3 separate regions of the Mus musculus genome follow, and regions 1 and 3 are each linked to region 2. A link is a contact called in public HiChIP or PLAC-seq data. All regions are on one chromosome and are shown on one strand. Each heading gives the region's core, a stretch centred on a gene start, on an enhancer-like site or on the middle of the called end of the contact. The rest is flanking DNA. Distances are from core to core; before and after follow the strand shown. Region 1 overlaps Babam2 (BRISC and BRCA1 A complex member 2). Region 2 overlaps Babam2 (BRISC and BRCA1 A complex member 2). Region 3 overlaps Rbks (ribokinase).

What was found. HiChIP or PLAC-seq counts read pairs in DNA pulled down with a chosen protein or histone mark.
Region 1: a contact with region 2 is called in a BATF HiChIP or PLAC-seq map of CD8 T cells, with 14 read pairs. The contact joins two enhancer-like sites. A contact is called at or near these places in 2 of 15 datasets of contacts at CTCF or cohesin (CD8 T cells and the NIH/3T3 cell line), 16 of 484 Hi-C or Micro-C datasets (the C10 cell line, CD8 T cells, DN3 thymocytes and 11 more), 6 of 115 datasets of contacts at active chromatin or transcription factors (CD8 T cells, T-cell acute lymphoblastic leukemia, cardiomyocytes and 3 more) and 3 of 9 other capture datasets (adipose tissue, liver and pancreatic islet).
Region 3: a contact with region 2 is called in an H3K27ac HiChIP or PLAC-seq map of extraembryonic endoderm stem cells. The contact joins two enhancer-like sites. A contact is called at or near these places in 4 of 484 Hi-C or Micro-C datasets (the C2C12 cell line, myocytes, reprogramming fibroblasts and 1 more), 5 of 115 datasets of contacts at active chromatin or transcription factors (the HPC-7 cell line, differentiating embryonic stem cells, embryonic stem cells and 1 more) and 3 of 9 other capture datasets (adipose tissue, liver and pancreatic islet).

Annotation. Positions count from the first base shown.
Region 1 is chr5:31,809,142-31,812,659 of GRCm38.p6, forward strand. All of the region lies in intron 4 of Babam2 (BRISC and BRCA1 A complex member 2), which reads left to right. Among named protein-coding and RNA genes, the nearest start is that of Babam2, 110 kb to the left of the region's middle. Within about 2 kb of position 2,215, at least 57 of the 459 cell types and tissues checked have an H3K27ac peak or open chromatin away from gene starts, as enhancers often do. A contact at or near this core is called in CD8 T cells, Th1 cells, memory CD8 T cells and 1 more, where this site is marked.
Region 2 is chr5:31,712,146-31,715,688 of GRCm38.p6, forward strand. The region is part of intron 2 of Babam2 (BRISC and BRCA1 A complex member 2); the gene reads left to right. Among named protein-coding and RNA genes, the nearest start is that of Babam2, 16 kb to the left of the region's middle. Within about 2 kb of position 1,511, at least 70 of the 459 cell types and tissues checked have an H3K27ac peak or open chromatin away from gene starts, as enhancers often do. A contact at or near this core is called in CD8 T cells, Th1 cells, extraembryonic endoderm stem cells and 2 more, where this site is marked.
Region 3 is chr5:31,628,454-31,631,820 of GRCm38.p6, forward strand. The region is part of intron 7 of Rbks (ribokinase); the gene reads right to left. All of the region lies in intron 2 of Gm38424 (a long non-coding RNA gene), which reads left to right. Among named protein-coding and RNA genes, the nearest start is that of Mrpl33, 16 kb to the left of the region's middle. Within about 2 kb of position 1,833, at least 145 of the 459 cell types and tissues checked have an H3K27ac peak or open chromatin away from gene starts, as enhancers often do. A contact at or near this core is called in extraembryonic endoderm stem cells, where this site is marked.

The DNA of each region.
Region 1 (3,518 bases), core at 965-3,464, 98 kb after region 2:
CACAGTGAACATTGCTGGGTTCATTGAACAGAAAAGCTTTCTGTTTCACTGTTAATCACAAAGAAAGTCCAACTATTCTTTCTACTGTATTTTGCAAACACAAAACTAATAAACATTCACTGTCTGTAATGTAAATGAAGGAACCAAGATAGGAACTAAGCCATAGTTCTCTTTAGGAAATGTCCTAAAGTCTTAACCACAGGGGTTATAAACTCAGGCATCTGAAGGGACCAGTCAAGTCACACTGATGAGTGAAGAAGGTGATTCAGTGCTGTGAGAATTAGTGGGGACTGTGACCTGCCAAAGTGTGCCTGCCTTGTCTAAAGATCTTCAAATAAAGATGCTGTGCGGGTAAAAGGAAGCATGTCCGTAGGACACAGCTGCCAATTTGGAAGTGTACTGTAACTCCTTAATATTATTTGGGCCATCACAAAAATATTTGAATAAAAAGATGATGATTTAAAATTAAATGCAAATAAATATGACCAATTTAAGAATGATCACACCATAGTTGGTGCTTTTGTTCCTGGGGCATGGATGATATTAAACCAGGAATGCTCGGGCCTCAGGAGAGGTCTAGAAGATATTCCATATCCAGGCAAAAGAGGGGAACAGGTAATAAAGAGCTGTGGGAGAGGCAGAAACTACCAAGAGTAGAATTAATTGGCTCTCCCTTCCCTAAGACAGGACCTCAAATGTAGGCCATTGCTGGCCTTGAACTTGCTACATAGTTAGGGTTGACCTTTAACTGAGTTCCTGCTTCTCCCTCCCATATATTGGGATTGTAAGTATATGCCACTCTGTCTGGCTCTACATTATTGAAATATATCATACCCACTTCCCACCCTGCTCTAGGTTAGGTAGCCCTGGATTCCAGGAGTTAATACTTGCTAGAAATCTTTGATTGTGAGACACGTTTTCTATAAACAAATTCTCTTCCTGAGAAACATGTGGGACAAGTAGTCGAAAAGTCCAGAAGGGAGACTAGCCATCCTGACATCAGAGGGGCTCATAGGAGGGTTTAAGGAATCATTGTAAAACAATAAGTCAGATTGTTATAAAGATGGTTAAATTTTCTTCCTTGCTATGAAATGCCTGACTATGGTTCAGAATACAGAATAAGTTCTGTATACCCAAAGGGTAAGTATCATCTGGGCTTATTAAATCCATGTTTCAATGATAGGACCCATGAGCTTGCCTTTCAAAGATACATCCACATTGTTCTGAAGACACCCAAGGCTGTCATACTTGCTTCAGGAGATCAGGATCGTCTGGTTAGTGAAGACTATGAAGTGACAACCTTCTTTGAGAGATTGTCCCTTTACCTGACACCTCAGTGCCTGTGGTGCATGCTAAGTAGGTGCTCTGCCACTGAGCTATATCCATAATCCCTGTTTTGTTTTGTTGCTTGGTTGTTTCGTTTTGAGACAGGGTCTTGGTGAGTAGCAGAGGCTAGCCCTCATCACCAAATTCTTCTGCCTCCACTTTTCTTGCCATGATTACTAGCTTGGGCAACCTGGAAGAGTTGGTTTTTTTGTTTTTTGTTTTGTTTGTTTGTTTTTTTAAAAGAAATGGTGGTTGTGAGAAAAGAGATCCCATTTTGTTTGTTTGTTAGTGGGTTACTAGCATTAGATATTGGTACCTTGGAATGGGAAAACCTGGCTAAGGTTTCTGAAGCAGTTCATTGGCCTGGGGAACTGTGTAATTATTCATGACAGCTCTGGAACAAATGCCTTTCTTTGGTTGATTGTGAGGTTCACCACAGTGTTGAAAGAACTGGTAAGGTTTGGGTTTGGGGATTGGAGAGGGATGACAAGTTTGAAGAAGCGAAAGTTCATTAAACAGTGTTCACTATGTACTGCTACGTTGATATATGGTTTGAGTGCAGTCAGTGTGGCTGCTCTGTGGGGCCCATTTTAGGTCTCCAGAGAGAGAGAGATTGTTTGCAGAAGATATAAAGGTTTTCTGCTCCAAGGCACACATTCCCAGCTTGGCATATAGCCAGCACTCATGTGACACCACCACCAGACAGCTCGAACGTGCTGCATGTGCTCTAGTTAAGTGGAGCAGAGGTAAAAATATCTGCTGGGTAAGGGACCATGAAGTCAATGAACACCGCACCAAGCTCCGTTCTCAAGAAAGGCCAGATGCAGATTGTTCTCTATGGCCCCAAGTTACATGCCAACGATCAAAGGGTCCTTATCTGGTCTCAGCCAGTTCATTCCTTACAGCCTTAGCGGCTCTGCTCGTTTCTCTGGAAGGCTGCCTTATTACTCACTGAGACAAATGGCGTCTTCATCTTTGAAAAGCTCTAGGACGGGGAGCATCTTAGATACCTACTGCAGATGTGTTTTAAGTTCATTAAATGACTCATACTTTATAAAAGTATGGCCGTCTGTTTCTACTTTTACTTTTTCTTTTTTGTTTATTGTAGGGTTAGTGAAAATACATTCATTCTTTTTGTAGGTTTTCTCCCACATGATTGTAAAAAGATTCAGTACCTTAAAGTGACTCTGTACTTAAAGGTTTTTCAGTAGTTATGTGGCTTTGTGGCTTGCTAAGAGTTCCTGTACCTCCTCCTTCACTCCTAGAGAAGGTGACATAGCAGGATCAGTTTTGGTCTCTATCTCCCCACCTCCACCCACACCCTGGACCTGTTCTACTCTCTTTCCTCCTCTTCCTTCTTTTATTTTGGTCCTTTTTTTTTTTTTTTTTTGTAATAGAAACTTGCTTCAAATTGTCTTCAAAAAGTAAAGAGAGTCCATTGGCCTATAGAACTCTGCAAGTGCACAGTTGGACTGATGTTGGTCTTGTGGCTGAAATAACGTCACTAAAGACCCTAGTCTCCTTCTCTCCCATGCCTGCTTGCTTCACATTGTGTTGGTCTTTATTTCCACAACCACATACTACTCTTCCGATGCCCTGCTTCTGTGAACACAGCCTACTCCCCCACCATGGGAAGAAGGCAGGCCTTCAGTTCCCAGCAGGTCAGCTCATGTTGCCATTTATCGCTTTAGTTTGCCAGAGACTGGCTGCATAGGAAATTCTTGGGCTAAGGAGTCTCCACTTATAGAGGTTTATCTGATAGTTCCTACTCCAGACCCATGGCCGAGAATGGCGAGGGGTGATTTCTTAAGGAAATTTGGGTGAGTGTTCACTGATGTTGAATATCAAACCGTGGATTAAAATGTACTATAGGAGTGTGTCATAGTAATTATGTGGATCAAGGTCTAAGGGCTAGAATTTTTTAAATTAATTAATTTTATGTGTGCCTGTCTGTTCTTGAGTGTATGTATGTGTATCACATGCATGCATGAGAAAGGGCTAAAGTTTTAAGGAACAAGAAGACGCTGAAAGCTCTTACAGCCTGTGCAGTACTTGTGTCTTCTGCTTTAGTTAATTACTGCTTTGTATTGCTTTCTCATTCTGGACGCAGTACCTAAATGTTTCTGTTATATGTATTTTACAAAGGGCCCATATTTCTTACTTTTAGGTAGTTTTCCCTGTTCATATGCACA
Region 2 (3,543 bases), core at 261-2,760:
AAACTCAAGTACCCATGAGAAAGTAACTCCCTGGTCTTCCCTTCACTCAACCAGTGACAAATGGCATTTACTTTGTCTCTATGAGTTTAACTATTTTAGGTAGTAAGTAAGTAGAGTCATAGAGTTATTTATCTTTTTGTGAATAGCTTATTTCACTTTGCATGGTATATTCAAGGTTAATCCATATTGTAGTATGTGTCAGAAATTTTTTCCATTTTAATGTTGAGTAGTATTTCTCTCTCTCTCTCTCTTTCTGTGGTGTGTTTCTGCAACTTCACGTGTATATATCATATTGTGTACTTTTTCCAGTGATGTCTATTGTACGCATTTCTTGGCTGCTGTGAACAGTGATGCTGTTGGTAAAGATGTCCAACTCTCTAAGCTTGTTTTCTAGGACTTGCTGGATTGTACAGCAATTCTGTGCTTAGTTTTACCGACTCACCATATAATTTTGTATAATATGGTCTGTAGAAAGGTAACTTGGGACACTATTTTACAATATTGATAATATCATTTGATGCACAAAATTCTTACCTTGTTGAAATCCAAGGTACTTAGTATATATTCTTCACTTTGTTAAGTTGACTTTTGTGAAGTTGAACTCTCTTCTCTAGCCTCCTTCACCTGTAATTTTTTCTTTAAAGGTTAGAAAAGGGTCTGGGGAAATGGCTTACTTGGTAAAGTGCTTGCCACACAAATCATGAAATGCAAGTGTGGATTCCCTAGCACACACATAAAATCCAGGAGTGGGAGCACACATCTGTAACCCCAGAGCTAGCAGGCAGGCATTTGGGGAGCAGAGATAGGCAGATCTCTGGAACTTATTGACAAGTCAGCCTAGCCAAATTGTTGAGCTTCAGGTTCTGCAAGAGACCCTGTCTCAAAAAAACAAGGTAGAGAGTCACAGAGGAAGACCTGTGACATTGACCTCTGGCCTTCATGTGTGCATGTGGGCACATGAACGGGAACATGCACACCCACTCATGCATTAACCTACTTGAATACACACACACACACACACACACACACACACACACACACACACCTAGAAGAAACTGTATTGAAATTGGGCCTTTCCTAGTACTGCCTTCCCTTCCATTCCTCAGTGCACCTGCTTCCTCCAGAGTAAAAACCTTTTAATGGAGAGTTAGTGATTATATTGTTATGATTATGGAGGTAGGGTATATGATTAGCTCATGCCAAGTTATTGGTTAACTCAAGCAGGGCTAGATCTAGCAGTAAGGACAATGGTATAAGCTGCTGTGAATAATGCTGTCTTTGTAATAGGAATGCTTTGATGGCTATAGTGTAATCTTTACATAGTAGTCTTTCCTTATCTGAAGTTTCGCTTTCTGTAGTTTCAGTTATTTGCAGCCACCCACGATCCAAAAATACTAGTATTTCTTGAAACTCTAAATAGAAAGCAGCCTTGTTCACATGGCTTTTATGATTGTGTATAGTTACAGTTGTTCCATCTCATTCTTGGTCATGGTTAGTTTCTTACAGTCTCTACTTTGTAAACTGAACTTCTGTAGGAAAAAACCCCCAGTATCCATAGACTTTAATAGTGTTGGGTTATTGCTGAAGGCACCACACACATTGATTACTGGACATGGAGAAATAAAGTTTGTACTGACCACGAAGCTTCCTTCCTGCTGGCTTAGCTTTCATGGTACTAGAAGGTTCTGTGTAGGCTGCTGGGGGAAAATCAGCAGCAGCCTAAGCCTTGAACACTGAGCTGCAGTGATGCCTGGAGTGGCAGGATATGCCTGTGGGTACAGTAGTGGCTTGGTTATTCTGGGGCTGCACTTTCTGATGGGGTTAAGGCCCTCTCCATGAGCATGAGAGGAAGTGCATGCCTGGTACTGTAATCTTGCCAAGGACCTGGGTCTGGTGGGGGGTTCACCTTCCCCAGGGGTGAGCCCATTAGTGCTGTTCTCCTAAGTGGACGTGGTATTTACTGCTCTCACCTCTACCTCTATAGATAATAGAGTACAGCTCTCAGGATCCAGCAGAGAGGCGTCTTTGCAGCACGTGGTGGTTAACATCGAAACTCAACACTGGTCAAAGTGCAGAGAGTGTTAGTGGAGGACTCAGTCACAAACGGAATATCTGTGTTTCCCTCCCTCTAAAAGGAGAAAGGTGATTAGAGCCAGAAGTCAGGGAGGGCCAGAGCAAAACAGTATTGTCTGGACATGGGAGGGCCTCTGTGCTTAGGAACTTACAATAGCTGTGGTTACTTGTATAAGATCAGCAAGACATTAAGCCGACGAATATTCTAGCGTGGAGAGGAAACAGCTCTTGAGCCTTTCTTTTCTAACTAAGGAACTATTGACATGGTGGCTTCTGGGTGTGAGATAGTCAGTTTCCTTTAAGGATGTGGCCCTTGGTGAGCCAACCATGCTTCAGTGGATGGCTTCATACCTGTGACTATATGGATGGCACAATTTATACTCAGTGGACTTAAATGAAGATGACGGGAAGTTGGGAGTAGGGTCAAGGGGTTGAGGGGATAGGGAGAAGAGCAGGAAGTGAATATGATCAAAAGAACATTTTATAAAATTCTCAAAGAACGAAAAAATATTATATTAAAGCTTCAGATAACAATAAAAAAATGATGCTGAGGGTTTCCACTGGGATGTGTGGGATGTGTATGCCTTGGATTGCATCCTCAGGATGAGTTCTAGTTACTTCTTTCATTTCGTCTCCTGCCTTCCTGCCTGATTGCCTTCTTGTGGGAATGTTGAGAGAATTTCATTATGTAGCCCAGGTTGGTTCCAGACTCACACAAACCGTGCTGTTTTAGTCTCTTGAGAGCTAGTATTACAGGTGTGAGCCATCGTACCTGCTGTTAGTGTTGTTTTTATTGAAGACTTTTAGCCCCCCCGGGGACGATGCCTGTTTTGTTTTACACTGCACACCTTTAACTGGCACAAAGTAGTTACTCAGTAAGTAGTTGTTGATGCTCTTGGAAACTGTGTTCTGATTGCAATAACTTCATACCAACGACTTGTATGTACTGTCCAGGTTTCCAAAGACTCAAGCTAAAATACTGTTGATTGTATCTGAATGCCAAGAAGGCAGAGCCAGTCTATAGAATAAAAGACAGAATAATTGTGTCTTTGTAGAAAAGTTCTCTCTTATATATGTGTAAGTGTATATGTTTTCATATGTATGTCTGAGTGCACGGAGAAAGCTTATTAAGAAAGATACATATTAAGTTTCATCACAGTAGTTAAGTCTAGAAAGGAAGAGAGGGGGTAATTGGAGTTTCATTTTTATTATATATTTTTTTACAGTGAAAACATTTTTTTGTATAGTTTGTAGAGCAAAAATGAGTATGTTTAAAACAAGCATATTCTGCTGTGGGAATTAAAAGACAGTAGAAGAGGAAGTTTTGGGTAGAAGAAATAGTCTAGGGGAGTCCTGAAGCTCAAAGGAAAGCCTTTGGCATTGGACACCGGGAGTCCATACAGGAACACACACTTTATGTTAAAGGAATGATGAGCTGTGAGGAACACCCATGGCAAGAACATTAATTTT
Region 3 (3,367 bases), core at 583-3,082, 83 kb before region 2:
ATCATGGTTCTGTGCCATCAGTGAACTGACCCAGTTCAGACCCAGTCTCTGAGGGCTGTCTGATGAAGGTGGGAGCTGGGAAGGAAATGCTTAAAGATGGTAGACTACTACCCCAGCACGGCACCCTCACTTGAACCACGAGCTGGCTGGCCGCAGTACCTGGTTTTCTTTTCTTCCCTCATTGTCAGGCTCTTCTGGGCCTCCTGGATGTTACTTCTTGGATGTTCACTAGGATCCCTGGAGGAAGGCACAGTTCAAACTGTGCTCTATGTTGTGCAAGTTGCATTGCACCCGAGTGCCTGTGAGTGAGTGAGTCACACAAAGCCGAGAGGCCATGCAGTGAGGCATCTTGTGATTTTCAGTGTCTTGGAGGCCTGCAGCAACCCTGTGCCATCCTCAGGTTAAAGCTGAGGAAACTGATTCTCCTTGGTTCAAGGCATGTCAACAACTCTTCGATATTTAAAGAAAAGGCAGCGCTCACAGGCACAGTTTTCAGCGAGGTCATCTGTGTGGGACTCCAGTGACATAGCAGGACTGCCACCTCTTTATGACCTCGATTGTGCTAGGGTGTGGATGACCACTTGCATGTAATTCTGCACTACAGTGGCTCAAGTTTGCTGTGGAAACCTTACAGGGAAGGCAGACATTGCTTAGTCTTGTCTAGGGAAGGGTTTAGGAAGGACAGGCGGAGAGGCTTTCTTGACTGCCTGTGGGAAGAGCTTGTGTCAGGGATAAACACGAAGATCATGAATCTCTCCCTGTGCCCTGCATGCGATACCGTGTTGGTTACTTTTGCATCACTGTGACCAAAGAACTGAGTAAAAGAGGAGGAGAGGGTTGTTTTCCTCATTATTCCAGGGCTGGGGCAGGGGTCCGTAAGGACAAGAAAAGCACTTCATGGTAGGAGTGTGTGGCTTGACATAGCCTTCAAAGGCCTGTGCCTAGCAACTCACCTGCTGGCCTGGCTGTTTGTCCTCCAGGTCCTCTGTGCCACCCCCTGGGGGACAAGCACTCAGAATGTGAGTGTGAGGGGACCAATTGGATTCAAATCACAGCAGGTACCATTTCCTCTATGCTTGCCACAGGAGCAGAGAGTTTGAACTAGATTGCCTCAGGCAGGTGTGGGGGAAGAAGGGGACAACAGAGGAATTGTTGTTTTCAGGGGATAAAGGCTGAGAAGGACAATCAGAGACTCTTTACTGCTGAGGGAGGAACAACAACCAGGAGGGACTCAACAGGAAGGAGAAAATGCAGGAAACTGAGGAAGGTAAGAAAGATGGAGAAGATGGGAGGAAACTGGCCATGGCCAGAGCAGGCCTGGGGGTTTCAAGCAGGTACTGTCGTCCTGGGAGTGAGAGGCTGAAGTGTAACAACAGAGATCAGAAGTCACCAGAGCTGAGGCTACCTGGAAACTATGGGAGGGAGGGAGGGAGGGAGGGAGGGAGGGAGGGAGAGAGAGAGAGAGAGAGAGAGAGAGAGAGAGAGAGAGAGAGAGAGAGAGAGAGCACATGCCATTCTAAGAATGCCTCATCTTACAGGAGGGGGGTACCAGCAATGAAACAGGCTTATAAGAGTCCTAGTTTGTCAAATTCCAGATGACAGAAAATGGGTGAGTTGGAAGGAATGACAGATATTAAATGTGGTTGGGAAAATCCCCAAGGTAAAACACTTGCTGGGCAGCACCGCAGCTCCCGGGTGATCTTGCGAGAGTGATGTCAGCCCTGAGGCTTCATCTGTTAGGAATCTGAACCCACATGGCATGATTCAGAGGCCAAACTGCCCGAGCCACCCGAACAGAGCCCCCACATTCCTCCTGGATGTCTTCACACATTCCATCTGACAAGTAGATACCACTTGCTTTTCTTTTCAAGGCCTCTCCCTCCATAGAGCTATTCAGAGCCCACACTGCAGGCTGAATTCCTTAGTCTGCTTGTGGTTTCAGAAATGGCTGAAACATGATGACACACCATTTCTTTTTCAAGGATTTGACTAGGGGCTCAGGAGAGAGCAGATGTAAATTGTCAGGGTCCCCACTACCTTCTACATGGTGCTGGGGGCCAGATTTGCTCTAGAGCACTCGGGTCAGCCCTGCTCTCTGCATTTGGTTCGGAATGGAATTGCCTTCCAGGGATCATTTTAGGGAGCTGCCTCAGTTGCTCTAGGCTGGCCTGGCAGTCAGGCCTACCCTCCTCTGGCACTGATGTCTAAGCATACACTTCTGCCTCCTTCCCCTGTCCAGGAGCTGAGGCATGAGAACCTGATTGGGTTTAGGCATCCCAAACTTCAGGGACACCATGCAGAAGGACCTTTTAATCTCTCTTCAGTCTCTTTGTTACCTCAGTCATCTTTTAGGGATGGTGAGTGGGTTGCCTTCTCACTTGTATTGAAGCCTCTCTGCCATTTGAAAAACTCACAACTGAGATGTTTTCTCAAGTGGAACCATGCACAAATGGGGTGGGGTCAGACAGATCCAAAACCCCCATTTGACTGATGTACTGGTTGTGTGATCTCTGGCAGGTTGTTCAGCTTTTCTGCATCTATTTACCTGTATGATGGGACTGTTGTAGCTACTAATTCAGACAATGTCAGGGGGTCCAGGAGAGCCTGGCAGAATGGGTGTTCAACACAGCAGGGCAGACTACATGGTATATCAGAGGCCATTTCTTTTACATGTAGTAGAAACTCATGACCTAGATGAGTGGGGGCAGACAAGGTTCCAGGAACAGAAGGGGTCACCATCATAGGGACTCCATCCTTTGAGAGTTAGAGCAAGGTTGATTTTCTGTTCCCAGCTCAGAGGAGAAGAGTCAGAGGGCTTGGAAGGGGTAGAAGCTAGTATCCTAGAGCCCCTGATTATGCAGGCCAGGATGTAAAGAGCTCCAGCAGTGGCCATCAGAATTTCCCCGGAACTTTGACCTTCACTCCGCTGTGGGCTAGGTGAGGTTCTCCATGAACCCTTTAGTGAGTTCATGAGAATCTGAAAGGAAATAAACCTTGAGACCTGTGATTCATGTAATTTATGTCAAATAGCCCAAAGAGTTGTTTGTGAGCTTTGAAACCTGGGGCTGAGAACATAGCAGAACAGGCTAGGACATGCCCGGGCAGGCCTGTCGTTACATGTCCTGACTGGCCTAGTGCCTCCCTATCTCCCGCCCTTCTGACAGTCTGTTAATGTTTAAATGGACCAATCATGTGAAACCGCGCCAATTCCTCCCCCAGCCCCACCCCTTTTCTATAAAAGTCCCTAGCTTCCAAGCCTCAGGGTCGAAACCACTGTCTCCTGCGTGAGATAAGTTTCGAACCGGAGCTCTGCCATTATGGCTCCACCATGTGGTCAGCACCTCTGTCTCCTGCGGGAGATACGTGT